Linked DNA regions of Mus musculus: region 1 is linked to region 2. The links are chromatin contacts, called in public Hi-C maps. All regions are on one chromosome and are shown on one strand. The core of a region is the stretch at or near the end of the contact, and the rest is flanking DNA. Distances in the headings are between cores, read along the strand shown. Region 1 overlaps Gm39556 (a long non-coding RNA gene). Region 2 holds the start of Lynx1 (Ly6/neurotoxin 1).

What was found. Hi-C and Micro-C count contacts between places; a contact is called where the count stands out from the background.
Region 1: a Hi-C map of B cells shows a contact between it and region 2, with 55 read pairs. A contact is called at or near these places in 4 of 39 promoter capture datasets (embryonic stem cells, hippocampal neurons, pre-B cells and 1 more), 27 of 484 Hi-C or Micro-C datasets (B cells, CD4 T cells, CD8 T cells and 18 more), 14 of 130 datasets of targeted methods (CD8 T cells, the HPC-7 cell line, double positive thymocytes and 9 more) and 4 of 9 other capture datasets (adipose tissue, embryonic stem cells, liver and 1 more).

What each region holds. Positions count from the first base shown.
Region 1 is chr15:74,931,625-74,938,040 of GRCm38.p6, forward strand. Gm39556 (a long non-coding RNA gene) reads left to right here. Exons shown (of 5, transcript XR_003951655.1): 2 at 1-53; 3 at 136-696; 4 at 2,902-3,234; 5 at 3,662-3,818. Among named protein-coding and RNA genes, the nearest start is that of Gm39556, 8.3 kb to the left of the region's middle.
Region 2 is chr15:74,750,111-74,756,349 of GRCm38.p6, forward strand. Lynx1 (Ly6/neurotoxin 1) reads right to left here and starts at 2,869. Exons shown (of 4, transcript NM_011838.4): 1 at 2,775-2,869; 2 at 1,745-1,927; 3 at 1,433-1,534; 4 at 1-1,317. The coding sequence starts at 1,796. The coding sequence ends at 1,121.

The DNA of each region.
Region 1 (6,416 bases), core at 2,542-5,041, 180 kb after region 2:
GTAAAGTCGGATGGCCTAAGGAGGGGACTTTCCATCTCCCCGTCATTTACAAGGTGAGGGTTTAGTTTATGAGGCTTGGGGCACCCAGAACAAGTGCTATGGGCCTCACTGCTCCCCACCCTTTTTCCTCTAAAGGATGGTCAGCCTCGGCCCCCTGCCTTGCTTCCTCTTTCAACTTCCAAGAAGTCCCTGTTCCTGTTTCTGCTGCCCCTGCTGCTGCTACCTCTGCCTAGCCAGCACAGGCAGAAGAGGGAAGAGCAGCCCCTGACTCTTCTGACTTCACTTGGAGTCCACCTCACACTCTGGCCCCAATTGCCTAGATAGTGAGCCGACTCTACCATGGTCTTACTTCTCCAGTAAGTACGGGACCCCCAGATGCTCAGGGAAGACAGTTCATGTCATATGTGTTATTTGCCAGTAATGATCTTTACAGCCAGAAGTTACAGAACCCCCCCATTTTTAGAAAGACCATCAGCTCTCACGGGTCTTCTAGTTTCAATCATGCTGACTGACTTACCTACCCTGGATGACTGTCAGCAACTGCTCCTGGTCCTCTTCACAACAGAGTGGGAGGGAGAGGATCCTGGGACCCCGCCCAGAAATTTGGTTCTGGGAGCAAATGGACTGCCTACTCTGTTCAGGCTGATATCTATCGATGCAGCCTTTCATTTGACTGGGATTTTAACGCTCCCCAAGGTAAGGAGAGGTGAGAAGCTCCGGGTCTATGGCCAGATTCTAACGGGCGGCCCACAAATTTATCTAAGGTGAGCCAGGTGATGCAGAGAAAGAATGAGAGCCTCAGAGAATATCTAGAAAGACTTTTTGAAGCCTATAGGACCTACCCTGCTTTTGACCCAGAAGCCAGAGAACACCAATAGCTGTGAACATGGCTTTTGTTAACCAAACTGCCCCTGACAGCTTCAGCCACACTGAATAGCTTTGTGGCCTGCCTCTGGCACTCAAAGCCAGTTTCTATTTGCGGTTTGAATGGCAAGACTTGCAGAGGGGTTTTAAGGGACAACTGACACACCTGCCTCAAGGATTCAAAAACTCACCCACCACCTTTGAGGCACTGCGTAAGGACTGTACTCCAGTATGTATTGTGCCTCCAACCCCAACTTGGAGACCTTCCAGGAAGGCCACATGAGAACTGAGTCAACTTGGCTACTGAGTGTCTGCTAAGAAGGTCCAGATTTGTCAACTTGAGGTCACCTACCTGGGGTACATATTCAAGGGGGGAGGGGCTGGCCAATGCATGCTGTCGGTCGCCTGGAAGCAAACCGTCCTTAGCATCCCAGCTCCATCAACCTGAAGGCAAGTATGGGAATTTCTGGAATCTGCCAGGTTCTGTAGTCTTTGGGTACCAGACACTGAGATAGCTAAACCATTAGATGAGGCCCCCAGAGGCCAAGAAGACAAAATAAAATAGATCTCTGAGATGGACATGTTTTTTTTTGTTGTTGTTGTTTTGTTTTGGTTTGTTTTGGTTTGGTTTTTGGTTTTTCGAGACAGGGTTTCTCTGTGCAGTCCTGGCTGTCCTGGAACTCACTCTGTAGACCAGGCTGGCCTCAAACTCAGAAATTCGACTGTCTCTGCCTCCTAAGTGCTGGGATTAAAGGCATGCGCCACCACTGCCAGGCTGGACATAGCTTTTAAGACCCTAAGAAGAGCCTTATTGGAGTGGTCAGCCTTAGCCCTTGAAGAAATACAGTTTTCAGCTTGGCTATTTCACCAAAGCTATTTGCAGAGCTTGCTTCCCCTTGTCTCCTGCTGCAAGCTGTTTGCAGTGCTTCTCCCCATCTCCTGCTGTCTCCTGCTGCTTAAAGAATTTTCCCTGTTAGGGGTGGTGGCACATGCCTTTAATCCCAGCACTCGGGAGGCAGAGGTAGGTGGATTTCTGAGTTCAAGGCCAGCCTGGTCTACAGAGTGAGTTCCAGGACAGCCAGATCTATACAGAAAAACCCTGTCTCTAAAAACAAAAAAACAAAAAAAACCATAAAACCAAAAAAAAAAAAAGAATTTTCCTTTTCCCTGCCAGTGTAAACAAATTCAAGACCCAACCCCTTCCCTATCTACAGGGACTGACTAAAGGTTGAAAGACCCCCAAGCTGGGTGGTCAATCACTCTGAGGAGACCCTCCCAAGGATCAGCGAGACCACGATTCGGATGCAAACAGCAAAAGGCTTTATTGGGAACACGGGTACCCGGGCGACTCAGTCTATCGGATGACTGGCGCGCCGGGTGTGGAGTTTTTATCCTTTTTATAGGGCTAGGGCTGGGGGGCAAAAAGCGCGGGTACAGAAGCGAGAAGCGAGCTGATTGGTTAGTTTAAATAAGGCTTGGGGTATTTCCCGGTCATTTGGGGAACCTGAAACTGAGGTGGGACTTTCCAGAAACTGTTGCTGGTTTCGCTTTATCTGAGTACCATCTGTTCTTGGCCCTGAGCCGGGGCCCAGGTGCTTGACCACAGATATCCTGTTTGGCCCCTGTCCCGGTATTATTCAGCCTTATTCTTTAACTAAACTTCCTTGTAACTTTTGAGAACTCAGCTCTGGTACTTTTTCATGCCTTGCAAAATGGCGTTACTGCAGCTAGCTTGCTAAGCCTTATGGTGGGGTCTTTCAAGGTTATGATGACTACAGCTGCCAGAAATAACAGTCCTTGAGAAAACTCCCCTACCCGCCTCAGTCTGAAAACCACAAACTGCTTAGATCTTGCTGACAGAGTTTTCTGCCAAATTAAAAATGTGCCGCTGCTTTGCTAAGCAATAATAAAATAACTGCATGACCCCCCTTAAAAGAGTATCAAAGAGGTGTACTTTTTACAAATCGGGGTTGACTCTCCCTGCGAGGCTGAGCAACCCTACGCGAGTCGTCGTAATAAAACCTCTTGTCATTACAGTGACCTGTCATCAAGCGGAGTTTCTGGGGGTCGAGTTCTCTACACCTGGGCCTCTGGAGATCCAACACCCTCAGAGAAAGGGGATAGCAAAAGGGGGTGCTCACCCCCTGTATAGCCCTGGCTGTCCTGGAACTCACTTTGTAGACCAGGCTGGCCTTGAACTCAGAAATCCGCCTGCCTCTGCCTCCCGAGGGCTGGGATTAAAGGCGTGCGCCGCCACACCCGGCTTGTTATTTTTATAGATACCGTTTCAGGATGGGTAGAAGTCTACCCTACAAAGAAGGAGACTCCCAATGTCCTGGCAAAGCAGCTTCTGGAGGGCCTCAGACCCAGGTATGTATGGCCTGCCTACTCAGCTTGGGTCTGACAAGCTCTAGCACAGGTGCTGGGGACCAGTTGAAAATTGCATTGTGCATCCAGACTCCAGCATTCGGGGCAAGTAAAGAGGATGAATCAGACCCTGAAGGAGACCTTGACCAAATTAACCCCTGAAACTGGCGCTGACTGAGTGTCTCTCCTTGTCTTATATAGAGCTAGGAACATCCCCTATATTTTAGGTCCCCCTCTTTTTTTTTAGATCCTATATGGGAGACCCCTCCCCTGCTGCCTAACCTCCAGTCTGATATCTTAGCAGAATATGACCAAAATAAGTTTTTTAAATCCTTGGAAGCCCTCCATAGGGTCCAGAAGCAACTCTGGCCTGCCGTGTGCCAGGTTTATGAGTCAGTTCCTCTCCCTAACCCCCACTGCTTTGAACCAGGTGAAACCAGAATCTGTCTGGATTCAGAGACACAACCACAAGACTCTGGAACCTGGCAGGAAAGGGCCTCACACTGCCATCCTGACCACACCTATGGCTGTTAAGGTGGACCGGATCTGGATACACCCCTCTCACCTTAAGTCTGCCAGCTGAGGTCCCCGCGGAGGAGCCTTCCGGGTGAACTACCACACCCTGTCAATCCGATTTGTGAAACTGCGACTCCAACACCCCCGATCCTGCTTGCTTCGCCTCGCCAGTCAGTAGCCCTCCCCCACTTACTATTTGGGTATCCACAGATAGTGCCATGCATTGTATAAAGATGGGGCTGGGATTTGATCTGACCATCTCCTTAGAATATTTTTCAGTGTCTGAGTGCCCATGGCTTGGCTTTGGGTTGTCTGTAACAACCTTGTCATCAAGTGACCAAGCCCTCTCAGTCAGTCAACGGGTTCTCCAGCACAGGAGTGAGGATTGAAAAGAAAGAGACGATTGAACAACGCTGCAGCATGAGCCCTTTTTTTTTTTTTTTTTTGAGACAGGGTTTCTCTGTGTAGCCCTGGCTTTCCTGGAACTCACTTTGTAGACCAGGCTGGCCTTGAACTCAGAAATCGGCCTGCCTCTGCCTCCCGAGTGCTGGGATTAAAGGCGTGTGCCACCACGCCTGGCTCTGCAGTTATTTCTTTGTCATGCTCCAATGTCAGATTCCTACCTGAGCTTACTTCCTTATCATGGCCAATGTCAGATTCTGGTCTGAAACCCATTTCCCTGTCCTTGGCCAATGTCAGATTCCTGCCAAGAGGCACCCCAGAAGGCTTTCTACAGTCAAGTTCACAAAGTGGCTGGCAGGAAGGCTGACCGTGGTGCCAGTTCTTAACTCCTCTTTCCTTGGACTTAACACAGAACGGTTGGTTACCGGACAGGGACTTGTTTCACAGTGGGTAGAGTGGGCAGGAGTCGGGGAAGCAAGCAATCACCTGGGAACCCTGAATCAGTGTGGGGTTGTGACGTCAGCAATGTTTGTAGTTGACTAAAGTCATACACGTAAACCAGGCAGAGGGCTTGTCTAACACGCACACAATCCTGGATTCAAGGCTCAGTATTAAAAAAAAAAAAAAAAGAAAAAAAAAAAAGGATAGAAATCATGACTGAGAGAGTGTTTGAACCAAGGCAATATTTCAGACAATTTCTGGAAACTTCTTCATAAAGGCCTTTAACACTGTAAAGCAATATAGCGCAAATGCCTGTAATACCAGAAGTTGGGAGGCCCAGGAAAGAGGCTCACCGCAAGCTCACTTTGGACTCCACAGCAAGTCCATAATTTTAAAAAACGAAACAAACCAAAAACACCTCTAAGCGAAATTAAGTCAACTGAGGAGCTCTAGGGGCCTTGGGACTCTGTCAACCGTGGATGGCTGGGGGCATCACTTGGGTGTCACGTGTCATTCCTCAGAGCAGATGGCCATCCCTTGGGAAGAGCCCTGGAGTTTGCACAGATGTGTGGCACAGGGGTTGCTTGGCAGTCCCTGGGGGAGCTTTGAGGCAGGCCTCATCCCACGGGAGGTCACGCAGTCCTTTGAGGTAGAGGCTACAGGAAGGGAGGCTTTGGTTCTTACCTTCCTGAAGGAACGAATGAAGTCAAGAGGCAGCATAGACTGTTTACATTTATTTAGCAAAGAAGTGGTTTATTTCAGAAAGCTAAAGATAGCAATGAGATTGGAGGGGGCTGTTGAAGATGGGGAGCGAGCCGAGGGGGTCTCTGCTGAGGATTTTAAAGGAGTTCCATGAATATTTGTGAGGTGAGTTTTAGCACATCCACGCCCTTAAGCCCTAGCAGTGAATATTGTAGGTAAGCACACCTTTTCTGTTACCACCCATAGGAGCAAGCCCAGATAGTCAATAGTTCCATCCTTTGTCTTATTTGGCTATCTCATACCTGGCTTTATTTAACTTCCGTGGTGTTTCTTGACTCACTTTTTAACCCTAACGTCTGTTTTGTTTTGTTTTGTTTTTTTTCCATTTTCCTTTGTTCCCTGGAGCCCCTGTTGTAGGAATCTACAGATAAATATTAAGTTCTGTTCCAAAAGCTTTACAGACAGACAAACAACTGGCATTATATCAAGGCTCAGGATCAGTACTCCGGTGTGTGGGAATACCAATAAGAGCAAAACACCCCAACCTAATAGCTTTGAACCATAAAATAGAGTTTTTATAAAGTGATACTAATTTTTTTTACCAAACCATAAAAATCAGTTTGTAAGTTTCATTTTACCAGAACTGACTTAAAGGAAAAAGCAAAACACAAAAAACAAAAACAAAAACAAAACAAAACAACAACAACAACAACAAAAACTAGACAGCAAAAGACTCAGAACAGCCATAGGTAAATCTCCTGTGACCATCCCATCAAAGGTACACATATTTTACATTAGTATTATAACCAAAACATATTCAATTTCTAAGACTCTCCTACAACTCTGGAACACATATTAGTAAAGCCTTTGGCTGGGCTTGTCAGTATTTGAGAGGCAGAGGCTGGCAGATCTCTGTAAGCTTGAGGCCAGCCTGGTCAACATAATGAGTTCCAGCCCAGCTAGGGCTACATACCTTGTCCAAAAATAATAATAATGCATCAATATAATAGAGATCTAAAAAACAACAACAAAAAGAGAAAAAAAAAAACCTCTCTTTTGGACTTCAAGAGAATGCTGGTTAATTGTTTTGTCAAGTTGACACATGCTAGGAGGAGGGAACTTCA
Region 2 (6,239 bases), core at 1,619-4,118:
CCAGTGTTAGGGGGTTCCTCAGTGACATGTGAGTTGAGGTACTAGTTAGAGAGCATGGTAAGGCTCCCAAGGACAGCTACACTGCATGAAAGGCAGATCTGTGTCTCCTAAATCTAGGCTGGGTTCTCCTGAGACTTGGTACCCAGCAGTCTGTGGCCACAATAGACTTCACAGGCAGTCATCACCTAGCACTCGGCTTGGCTCCCTGTATATTTGTCTCCCGGGAATGTAACAAGAGACTGAAGGATGTAGGAGCTGCCTACGGGACCTGGGAAGCCACTGGCTGAAGTCTGTTTCCCTGTCTCAGTCGCCCTACTGCCCTGCTCTGACCTGCGTCTGATCCCTTCTTGCCATGCCCAGAATAACAGGCCAGACAAAAAATAGCATGGGTCACCTGCTCCCAAGTCCCTGCCAACTTCAAGGCCCAGCAGCTGGTGTGTGAATGAAGGACTGTAGTGGAGGTCAAGGGGCCTGCTGAGCTGGGGCTGGAGGGATTTCAGTGGCCTATGGAAATGACGCCGTTGCTAGGAACCCTTGGCCAATGGCTATCCCAACATCAGGTCTGGCAGAGTTCCTCAGATAAGTGGAAATGACAAAGGGCTTCCTCACATGGCTTCCACATCACATTTGCTCTGGCAAGCCGCGCTGATCTTCGGAGACAGCCCTGCTGAGTCTTTCTCTGCTTCTAGCCAGCTCGTTATTCTCCGCCGCTCTCCTCCCCTCACCTCTAGCAGACCCATCCTCTACTGGGTAGACTGAGGCAGGGTTCTGAAGGTGGAGTTTGGCTACTAATTCTATCAAATCAGTGCTCCTTGACTTGAGTGATGACCCCTCCTCCATAAACATTCTCCCAGATGCCCCTGATCTTGGGTAGAGGAGAAGCCCAGCCTGCCCCACCCATGGGTGGGCACATTACAGGTCCACATGTCAGCCTTCTGAAAATGACCTTGGAGTGAGGTATCTGGATGCCATCAGTTCTTTCGTAGGTAGCCATGGGACCTCGTGGTAGTTGAGGAGTGTCAGAAGGAAGAGCGTTGGGTGGAGTGAATTGGGAGAGAGAGGGAAACTGTGTTTTTTGAGAGTGTTGCGTTTGAGTGGATCTGGCTTGGGGAACCGAGCTTTACAGCAAGCTCCAGAAGGTAGCTAGGAGTGCTGGGACCAGGGCCAAGGTCACCGGGGTAGCAAAGCCAGCACCGTTGCAGAGGTAGTACTGGCAACAGGAGGTGGCAGATGCATGCTTGGAATAGCCATCGTACACGGTTTCAAAGCAGCTGGGGACACAGGACTTCCTCACCTTCATCCGGTATGGGGTGAAGTCTGCAGGGGACAGACACAAGAAGGTTACAGAAGAGAGGATCAGAACCTTGGATAGCCCAGTCTTAGCTTGTCCACCAGTGCAGGTAGAAGCCTCCCTCCAGGATGCCAGACTCACAAGTTCGTGTGGTCATACAGTAGGTGGCCATGGCTGGGCAGCGCATGGGTTTGAAGCAGTTGTCTCCATTGTAGGCACACACGTGGCACTCCAGAGCCTGGGCTGTGGATGAGGATGGGGATCAGAGAGCAGGAAGAAATCCTTTTCCTGTCAGTCAGACCCCAGCTGTCTCCAGGCAACCTCCCACTTCCACTGGCGGCCAGATCAGGACATCCAGAAGGGGAGAGAATTCTGGCCAGCCTGCCCTTTCTCCACCCACCTTTTCCCAGGGTCAGGCTTCAACCGGGTCCCTCTAGCCTCTGTCCACCTTACCCACAGGCAGGCCCATCAGGGCCACCAGGAACACTGTGAGCAGATGGGTCATGACGGAGACGTGAGGGCAGTGCCAGAGTGAACAGGAGGTCAGCAGCTGGTCCAGGATCCAGCTCAAGCCAGGGAGGAAGCAGGGCACAGAAGCCCTGCCTGAGCTCTTGGTCTCTTAGAGATAAAACATCCCTGCATAGACGATGACAGAGATTTGTAATGACAGCTGGGCTGGGGCGGGCACAAGAGCCCTCCCAGCTCAGTGGGTGTCACTGATTTCCAGTTACCTGGAGATGGGAGGAGGGAGTGGGATATGGAGCATTCCGACCAAAAGCAAGCAAAAAGGGAGGGCGGAGGGAGCTAAAGACGGGGAAAAATGGGCAACATCAATGAAAACCAGGAAGTCCCAGAGTCCTTGAATGCCAAACACAAAGAGAACTTCACCCAGGGGGTCTTTTTTTTTTTTTTTTTTTGCAGGGGATACTTGGCATGCAGTCTCTTCCTGGCAAAGCCCAGAGTGCAAGAGGCTTGCCAAAATAAGACTGGAAGCCAGGTTTGGACTCTTCGTGGGGCAGGGGTCCTTCTCGCGTTTGCTCTCACTGCGTGAAGTCTCCCCAACCCCCGTGCGCAGAGAAGTGCAGGGCTGTGTGACTCCTTCACCACAGGGGAAGGGGCCGGACGATGCTTGCCCGAGACAGAGCTCCGTAGGCTGGGTCTGGTGTTTGGGACTGTTGGAGGGGGATGTGAACTAATACTCTCCTCCCTGCCTATAGACTCGGGCCGGCCCTTGCTGTAGGGGTACCAAAATACCCTCCCGGAAGACAACCCACCCTTTATGACCCATTTTCTAGGTGCCAGCCCGGGATGCTGAAGTCCTGCCTCAGGCCTGGCCTGAGGCTCGACTGAGCCTGCCCCATCTCGGGGAGCTCCGCCCGAAAGACTGCAGTCTTGCTTGGAAGGACTCCCAGGGCGGGCTGGGTGTGGAGTGACCTCGCCCTTGCCCTTCACCACCACGATCCCTATCGTCATGGAAACTCACCCCTGGCCGCTCCCAGGTCCCTCCTGCTGTCTAACTGGGAATCTGTACACACTTCGTGCGGTGTTGGTACCGCATCGCAGGCAGGCCAAGTAGGCTCCGCCGGGGCAACAGATCCGCAGTGCCTGCTCACGACTGGCCCCGCCCACCCCGCCCCCAGGACACACGCTCCGCCCCGGAGACCGCTCAAACCCCGCCCCAGCCTGCCTTCTGTAGGCTCAGTCTCCGGGATAAACTCTTTCTGGTAATGGACCTAGTGAGCAAAGCCTGGGCATCGCTGGGCATCAGAATGCACCTACTCATGTGAAGATTCCCAGTAGCGACCCAGAGGAGAGTATACACCTCCTGAAAATTCTCCTCAGGTTTTGCCGTAGCTCTCCTCATCCCTGCTGCCCTGCCCCCACAGACCAAGCTGCACTGTGTGGGCATGCTGACTCTGGGAAGAGGCACTACCTGGAGAAGGACCTCACCGCACCTCTGCCCTTACTTGGGATCCATAGCAACGCTTTCGAGCAAGCCTTAGAGGAATCCAATGGCTGACAAGCAGTTCTTACCATCAAAAGTGTGCCACTAAATAATTGCTCTATGTAGCTAAAATTCATTTTATTTTTATTGTGTTTCAAAAGCAGCCAAATTTTAATAGTTCTTCACGAATCCTACTTTTTTTCCTGTTGTGGGAGGAAGAAAATAAAGTCTGTAGTAATAGCGAAGAGTGCATAGGGCATTCTTCCAGCAGGTGCATGCGCACATACATACAAGGGGCCTTAGAACTAAGACAAACACACCAGAGGAGTAGGAGCTGGGAGGTAGAGGCAGGTGGATTTCTGTGAGTTCAAGGCCAGCCTGGTTTACAAAGGAAGTTCCAGGGCAGCCAGGGCTCGTTACACGGAGGAACCCTGTCTTGAAAAAAAAAACAAATAAAAATAAAAACAACGGAGACAAACAACCAATAAACTCTAGTCCTTGAGAAAACATACCCGTTCCTCCAAACCATCCACAAAGACCGTGTGGCAGTGCGCAGAAATAAGATCGGCTCCCATAGAGTCATATGCTTAAATATTTGGTCCCCGATGTGGGCAGGGGGTGGGGACTAAAAGGTGTGCTCTTTTTGGAGGAGGTGTGCAGGTGGATGAAGCATCAATCCTGCATGGGGGTGGGGGAGAGAATTGAGGCTGAGCTCTCAGCTCTTCCTGCCTCCGTGCCTTTGCTCCTCCACTCCTGGGCTCCACCTTTCTGAAATGGTAAGCCAAAATTAAATGCTGTCTTTTATAAGTTGCCTTAATCGTGGTGTTTTGTCCCACCAATAGAAAAGTAATTCAGAATCTGTAGATTTCTTTTGGCAAGATAGCCATTTTTACAATGTTGATCCTGCCAATCCATGAGCATGGGAGATCTTTCCATCTTCTGAGATCTTCTTTAATTTCTTTCTTCAGAGACTTGAAGTTCTTATCATACAGATCTTTCACTTCCTTAGTTAGAGTCACTCCAAGATATTTTATATTATTTGTGACTATTGAGAAGGGTGTTGTTTCCCTAATTTCTTTCTCAGCCTGTTTATTCTTTGTGTAGAGAAAGGCCATTGACTTGTTTGAGTTAATTTTATATCCAGCTACTTCACCGAAGCTGTTTATCAGGTTTAGGTGTTCTCTGGTGGAATTTTTAGGGTCACTTATATATACTATCATATCATCTGCAAAAAGTGATATTTTGACTTCATCTTTTCCAATTTGTATCCCCTTGATCTCCTTTTGTTGTCGAATTGCTCTGGCTAGGACTTCAAGTACAATTTTGAATAGGTAGGGAGAAAGTGGGCAGCCTTGTCTAGTCCCTGATTTTAGTGGGATTGCTTCCAGCTTCTCTCCATTTACTTTGATGTTGGCTACTGGTTTGCTGTAGATTGCTTTTATCATGTTTAGGTATGGGCCTTGAATTCCTGATCTTTCCAAGACTTTTATCATGAATGGGTGTTGGATCGTGTCGAATGCTTTATCCGCGTCTAAGGAGATCATGTGGTTTTTGTCTTTGAGTTTGTTTATATTATGGATTACGTTGATGGATTTCCATATATTAAACCATCCTTGCATCCCTGGAATAAAACCTACTTGGTCAGGATGGATGATTGTTTTAATGTGTTCTCGGATTCGGTTAGCTAGAATTTTATTGAGTATTTTTGCATCGATATTCATAAGGGAAATTGGTTTGAAGTTCTCTATCTTTGTTGGATCTTTCTGTGGTTTAGGTATCAGAGTAATTGTGGCTTCATAGAATGAGTTGGGTAGAGTACCTTCTACTTCTTTTTTGTGGAATAGTTTGTGTAGAACTGGAATTAGATCTTCTTTGAAGATCTGATAGAACTCTGCACTAAACCCACCTGGTCCTGGGTTTTTTTTTTTTTTTTTGGCTGAGAGACTATTAATGACTGCTTCTATTTCTTTAGGGGATATGGGACTGTTTAGATCGTTAACTTGATCCTGATTTTATTTTGGTACCTGGTATCTGTCTAGAAATTTGTCCATTTCATCCAGGTTTTCCAGTTTTGTTGAGTATAGCCTTAAAATGGCTATCTTGCCAAAAGCAATCTACAGATTCAATGCAATCCCATCAAAATTCCAACTCAATTCTTCAACGAAGTAGAAAGAGCAATCTGCAAATTCATCTGGAATAGCAAAAAACCTAGGATAGCAAAAACTTTTCTCAAGGATAAAAGAACCTCTGGTGGAATCACCATGCCTGACCTAAAGCTTTACTACAGAGCAATTGTGATAAAAACTGCTTGGTACTGGTATAGTGACAGACAAGTAGACCAATGGAATAGAATTGAAGACCCAGAAATGAATCCACACACCTATGGTCACTTGATCTTCGACAAGGGAGCTAAAACCATCCAGTGGAAGAAAGACAGCATTTTCAACAAGTGGTGCTGGCACAACTGGTGGTTATCATGTAGAAGAATGCGAATTGATCCATTCCTATCTCCTTGTACTAAGCTCAAATCTAAGTGGATCAAGGAACTCCACATAAAACCAGAGACACTGAAACTTATAGAGGAGAAAGTGGGGAAAAGCCTCAAAGATATGGGCACAGGGGAAAAATTCCTGAATAGAACAGCAATGGCTTGTGCTGTAAGATCGAGAATTGACAAATGGAACCTCATGAAACTGCAAAGCTTCTGTAAGGCAAAAGACACCGTCAATAAGACAAAAAGGCCACCAACAGACTGGGAAAGGATCTTTACCTATCCCAAATCGGATAGGGGACTAATATCCAATATATATAAAGAACTCAGGAAGGTGGACTCCAGAAAATCAAATAACCCCATTAAAAAATGGAGCTCAGAGCTAAACAAAGAGTTCTCATCTGAGGAATACCGAATGGATGAGAAGCACCTGAAAAAATGTTCAGCATCCTTAATCATCAGAGAAATGCAAATCAAAACAACCCTGAGATTCCATCTCACACCAGTCAGAA